Linked DNA regions of Tachysurus vachellii: region 2 is linked to region 1. Evidence: chromatin contacts called from public Hi-C data. All regions are on one chromosome and are shown on one strand. Each heading gives the region's core, a stretch centred on a gene start, on an enhancer-like site or on the middle of the called end of the contact. The rest is flanking DNA. Distances are from core to core; before and after follow the strand shown.

Region 1 (2,973 bases), core at 474-2,973:
ACAGAGACTGTAACATCATATATCAGTTTCTGTGAGGATTTGTGTATTCCTACCAGGACTCACTTAACCTACAGCAATGACAAACCATGGTTCACTGCAAAACTCAGCCAGCTCCGTCAGGCTAAAGTAGATGCTCACAGAAATGGGGATAGAGACCTGTAAAAACAGGCTGGGAAAACTCAAATCCATCACCCGCACCATCAGCACTGGCGCCCCTCAGGGTTGTGTCCTCTCCCCACTGCTCTTCTCCCTGTATACAAACGACTGCACCTCTAATGACCCCTCTGTCAAGCTCCTGAAGTTTGCAGATGACACCACACTGATCGGACTCATCCAGGACAGTGACGAGTCTGCTTACAGACTGGAGGTCGAACGGCTGTCTATCTGGTGCAGTCTTAACAACCTGGAGCTGAACACGCTCAAGACAGTGGAGATGATAGTGGACTTCAGGAGAAACCCCCCTGCACTCCCCCCACTCACCATCATGGACAGCATTGTTACAGCAGTGGAGTCATTCAGATTCCTGTGAACCACAATCTCCCAGGACCTGAAGTGACATTCACATAGACTCCATTGTGAAAAAGGCTCAGCAGAGGTTGTACATCCTTCGCCAGCTGAGGAAGTTCAACCTGCCACAGGATTTGCAGTTCTACACTGCCATAATTGACTCCATCCTCCACACCTCAATTACTGTTTGGTTCAGCTCAGCTACCAAATCTGACCTCAGAAGACTACAGAGGGTAGTCCGGACTGCTGAGCGAACCACTGGCACAACACTCCCCACTCTCCATGACCTGTACTTCTCCAGAGTGAGCAAAAGGGCAAAGACAATCACTCTGGACCCTTCACATCCAGCACACTCCCTCTTTGAACTGTTGCCATCTGGTTGACGCTACAGAGCCCTGAGCACCAGAACGACCAGACACAGGAACAGTTTCTTCCCTCAGGCAATCCATCTGATGAACACTTAACATACGCGGAACACACAACACTATTCTCACACACTATTTACTTACAACTCATACTATTTATATTTCTATTGCACATTTCACACTTGTACATTAGTACATACAAATGTATATATTGTATATGTCATTCTGTTACACTGTGGAGCTTCTGTCACTAAAACAGTTTCCTTGCATGTTAAAACAGACCTGGCAATAAAGCGCTTTCTGATTCTGATTTAATGGGAGGACTAGACAAGTGCATTTAGAGTCATGACTGATGTAGATGAAAACGAAAGGTAGGTTTGTGGAGAAAAACGTGAGCACCATTAAGAGGCTTATTCTACTGAGGACAAAGCACATGTTTATCTTCATTCTGGAAACAAACTAAAGATACATAATAATAATAATAATAATAATAATAATAATAATAAAAAACAAAAAAACAAGAAGCTAATTTCTCTCATTTTTGTAATAAAGCCTCGCGCCATCTGAAGCTAACCTGCCTGACATGTAACTAGCCGAACTTGGTGTTAGCTAACATTTACACCATTAGCATAACAAAACATCTCTTAACCTTTTTATTCATGTCAGCAGAGCTTATTGTTATTATTCTATGCCACATGCAATTAATAATAATAAAAGTTTAATTAAGGACGGAAAGCTTTCTATTCTGTCACAACGTGAAAACTTACCAAGCTTCTGACGACTCACTGTGACCTCCACTGTAGCGAACACATGAACGCGTGTGCTTTGTGAGCATGCGCAAGACTGATAAATAACAAGCATTCTGATTGGATACAGCGCAGCTCGACCTATGAGTACGGAAAGAAGGTATTGGTTCGCTTAAACGCTGTCGGTATTTCTGAACTCGATGCGTAAATATATCGTAAATAATCTCTGAAATCGAAGTAATAGGATTGATTTTATGGTTTTAATAATATAATAATATGCATTTTGAAGTAACGAAGCTTTCTTTTCAGCTGATAAAGAGGAAAAAGAGGAGTAACGTTACTTGAGACTATTCAGCACAGTGCACGCTAGTGGCATCTGCTGGTCAAAATGTGAAGTGCAGGTAGAAATCGAAGGTGCCTTCAAGGTGTCAGGGGGCCTATTGCTGAATTCTCCATCCAGGAACACACAAATACATGCACAGGATGTTTCTTAATTTCTGATAATTGTTGTAAAGCAATAATGGTAGGCTGTGTGAGCATCCCATCACAAGGAGTGCATCATCTCCAGGAGATCTTCATCTTCATCTTCATTTCGATCAACCTGACCAGCTAAAGCCCTGGAATCCTCAAGGTCAGGGTCAAGGGTTGACATACAAAGGATCAGATTTTTAGCACTTTCTTATGCTAACCATAAAGAAGAAAATATAGTCAAAGAAAAACTGTAAAATACAGATAAAAATAAAATCGGATCACTACTGGATCACTGGATCCGAGTTTAATGGATCACAGACCCACCTAAAAGAATATCTTCACATATTCAGACATATAAACCACATGAAGAATGAGGAATCGACTTACCTATGGGTTACTAGGAAGTGGTTTTGAGATGATCGCTACACTCTGATCTGGAGAGTCTGGAGATGAGCAGTGGCTGTGCACCAAGAGGAGTCATCGAACCACCAGTGTTAAATACCATGTTAAACACAACAGCTGGTGGTTTTAAAGGATGAAACAAAGCAGACTTCTTTCAAGTATCTGATGTCACTTAAAAGAGGATGACTTCCCTCTTAAATCCTGTTCCTCTCAAGTTTTCTTCCTGATGCCATCTCAGGAAGTTTTACATTGTGACCTACTTTTGCCTAAACAATTAAATAATTAAAAAAAAAATCATTAAAAAAAATTCTAGAAAAAACCCAAATAAAATAAAAAACAAATAAAAACTAAATAAAATACATAACTAAAAAATAAAACAACAAAAATTAGTTTTTTGATTTTAATAGTTATAGTGGAGATTTAGTGACCTTCTCAGGGATTATTATTAAACAGTCAAATGGAAAAGGCTTCAGAGCAATAGC
Region 2 (2,987 bases), core at 394-2,893, 310 kb after region 1:
TCTTAGCTTTGCTGAGCATCATCTTCTGGAAGGTAAATATATGATGTAAACTCTAGAGGATGCAACACAGTAACAACATACGGAGATCATTAGCAAATGGTCCATATTTATGATTGCGCATGTCCTGCAGCTCGAACCGGTGTCTTAAAGACTTCTGTTTTGCAGATTGGATTTTTCAAGCGCAACCGTCCACCAACTGACGATGACAGCGACGACACAAGTCATAAGCTGAGAGAAGAAGAATCACAATATGCAGATGTCTCAAACACTAGTCCTGAAAATGATTAAAGAAAATACTAAGCTTTTTACCAAATGGTACATTTTATTGTGTAATGTGTGGGCTGCTGTTCAAAAGTGTGTGAACCCTGCATGTTGCCAAGTTTTTTCCCCACGATGTTGCTGAATTCTCCATTCTGATTCGTCAGAATCTTAATTCATTAAATTTCTATACCCTCAGCTCAGACAGTAGATATAATCCCAATGCAAATCACAGATTTATATCAATGTGATCATTGTAATGCATTTTAGTAATAACAACATATGCAGTATGGTGGACATGTTTTGGGTTTTTTTTTTATGTTTTTGAGTCTGTAATAATAGTCAGAGGCTAAATTAGTTAGTGTTGGCAAACTGATGTAGTATAACAAGAATGAAACACTTCAGGATGTGCTGTTACTTGAAAATAATCAACTTTGTGATGGTAACAGTAACTCTTCTCACAGAACAACCAATAAAACAATATTGAACTCAATTTTCCAAGTCATTGTTTTTAAAAACATTTTCATATTAATATTAATATTCACACTTTACATATACATTTTTTTTAATATTACACTCATATATATTTGTTACTTGTAATAATGAAGGGAAAACTGCACACTTACATGAAATGTCATTATGTGTATCGTATGAAATTGTATATCTTTTTATATACAAGGCCGATAAAATGACACTACTGAATTTTTGTCATGTCACTCCCCAGTAGTGGTTAATAGCTCTTATGACTTAGGGAGTAGCACACACTCACACAAATGTTGATATCTTCAAAGTAAATGGTGTAGAGATTCATTAGCAACTAAAACATGAAGGTGTTATCTTCAACCATGAAAACCCTATATAAGGTTCTACATGCACAGCGAAAAACTTCTCACACCTTTAAGTTACATTTATAGCATTGAGCATACGCACGCTCTCATCCAGAGCGACTTACATTTGAGTGTGTGTAATGTGTGCCCTGAGGGTTAAGGGCCTTACTCAGGGGCCCAACAGTGTCAGCCTGTCAGTCGTGGGACTCGAACTCACAACCTTTTGATTGGGAGTCCAGTGCCTTAACCATTAAGCTACCAAGTAAGTTAGCTGAGCCTTGTATATTTCAAAAAAGGTTCGTATTCGTTTTACTGTACAATAAAATAACTCGGATTAATTTCACATAAGAAGAATGTACTGTATAAATTAGACAGTAAAGCTATTAAAACAATTAGGAATTTAACAGCAGAGGGCGCGTGAGAGTACGGGAGCGCGCCTGCCTGCTCCTGAACGTCTGCGCGCGCACAACCTCCCTCCCCGCACAGGACAATAGAGGCGCGGAGAAAGGAAGGGAAAGGAAAGGAAGGGAAGGGAAGGGAAGGGAAGGGAAGGGGGCAGAGTGGGCATCTCCGGACCAGCACTTCTCTGTGCCTCATCCAGAGAAGTAAACATGGACGAATGGGCGCCTCGGGCACTTCTGTGATGTTGCTGTAAGAATGCCGCCGCCGCGGATTTCCCGAATCTTCGCCTTTACGCTTCTGTTGTGCGGCGTTTGGCTGAAATCCGCAGCGCAGCGTGGAGCATTTGGTGAGTTGTTCAGCTCCACTTTCTGAGATCTCGGGTCTTGTATCGGTAACGCGGTGTGTGCGCGAACACCGAGAGCCATTTTTGATCTTGAATGAACTCAGGAATTACGCATGAACTTTGTTGTGGATTAAAGTTAAGATCATTTAAATAAAAATGCTTCCTCGGAGCTTGACTTTAAACAGGGTTCAGGATGTTGTTCATCTGAGCTTCTGGGTGAGGGTCAGATTTTTCATGATCATCTATCAATCACAGATTTGATTTCATTTTGTAGAACTGACTTACATCCCTGCATGCAGTGTAAAAATGTAGAGCAAACAGCAAACAACATGGATTTACAGTAAACTTCTAGACATCTATACATAGCACAAAAGAACACAATAATCCTGTAGATCTGATCATTTGGCTAAGACTTTTTGATGCAGTTCAACTCATGTGAAGGTTAAGGGCCTTGTTTAAAAGGACACGAAGATTGCAGTATTGTGGTGCTGGGATTTGAACACACAACCTTCTCCTCTGTAACTAAACTGACCCACTAGCTTAACTTGCTTACAGTGACATTACAAGCCACTTCAACCACTGAATTTACTTGCACTTAATGATTTTTATTGAATCAGAGCATTCTAGTAGTCCAATGTGGACCACTGGCTAGTAAATTAATGTAAAACCATTTTATTTTTGCATTAGTATGTAAAATTACGAATGTGAAAATAAACAAAATGCTTTAAAAGTGTCTGAGTCATTGGGCTTTAAATTGAAAATGATTTGAAAATAAATAACAATTACAATTCTATGACTTGTTAATAAAATGCAAATTAGTTTGTAAAGACCAAGAGTCGAAAAATCAAATAAGATTTTTGACATAAAATGTGTCCAAACTCAAGTAAACTACTTCACAATACTTTCAGTTCAGAATTCAACTCAGTTGAAAAGCTCTTGAAAACTTGTGTATGTTTTTAAATGGTTAAAAGTGTAACATGATTAAATATCCTGATTTTAACCTTCCTAAAGCTTCACACAAGCTTTCGTTATGGATCGTCATGAAACCGTCTTGTTCGTCTTTGTACTTTGATTTAACATCATCCAACACGTTCATATCCAAGCGCATACATGTACATTTTCCCACTCGAAAAGTTTGTACCATATTTTATCATGTC

The links. Hi-C and Micro-C count contacts between places; a contact is called where the count stands out from the background.
Region 2: a Hi-C map of blood shows a contact between it and region 1, with 6 times the contacts expected there. The contact joins the promoter of fam171a2a here to the promoter of phb in region 1. A contact is called at or near these places in 2 of 3 Hi-C or Micro-C datasets (blood and muscle).

The regions. Positions count from the first base shown.
Region 1 is chr18:6,556,380-6,559,352 of HZAU_Pvac_v1, forward strand. phb (prohibitin) reads right to left here and starts at 1,724. Exons shown (of 7, transcript XM_060892702.1): 1 at 1,640-1,724.
Region 2 is chr18:6,864,617-6,867,603 of HZAU_Pvac_v1, forward strand. It overlaps fam171a2a (family with sequence similarity 171 member A2a), which reads left to right and starts at 1,644. Exons shown (of 8, transcript XM_060893226.1): 1 at 1,644-1,833. The coding sequence starts at 1,743. itga2b (integrin, alpha 2b) reads left to right here. Exons shown (of 30, transcript XM_060892820.1): 29 at 1-32; 30 at 166-751. The coding sequence ends at 288.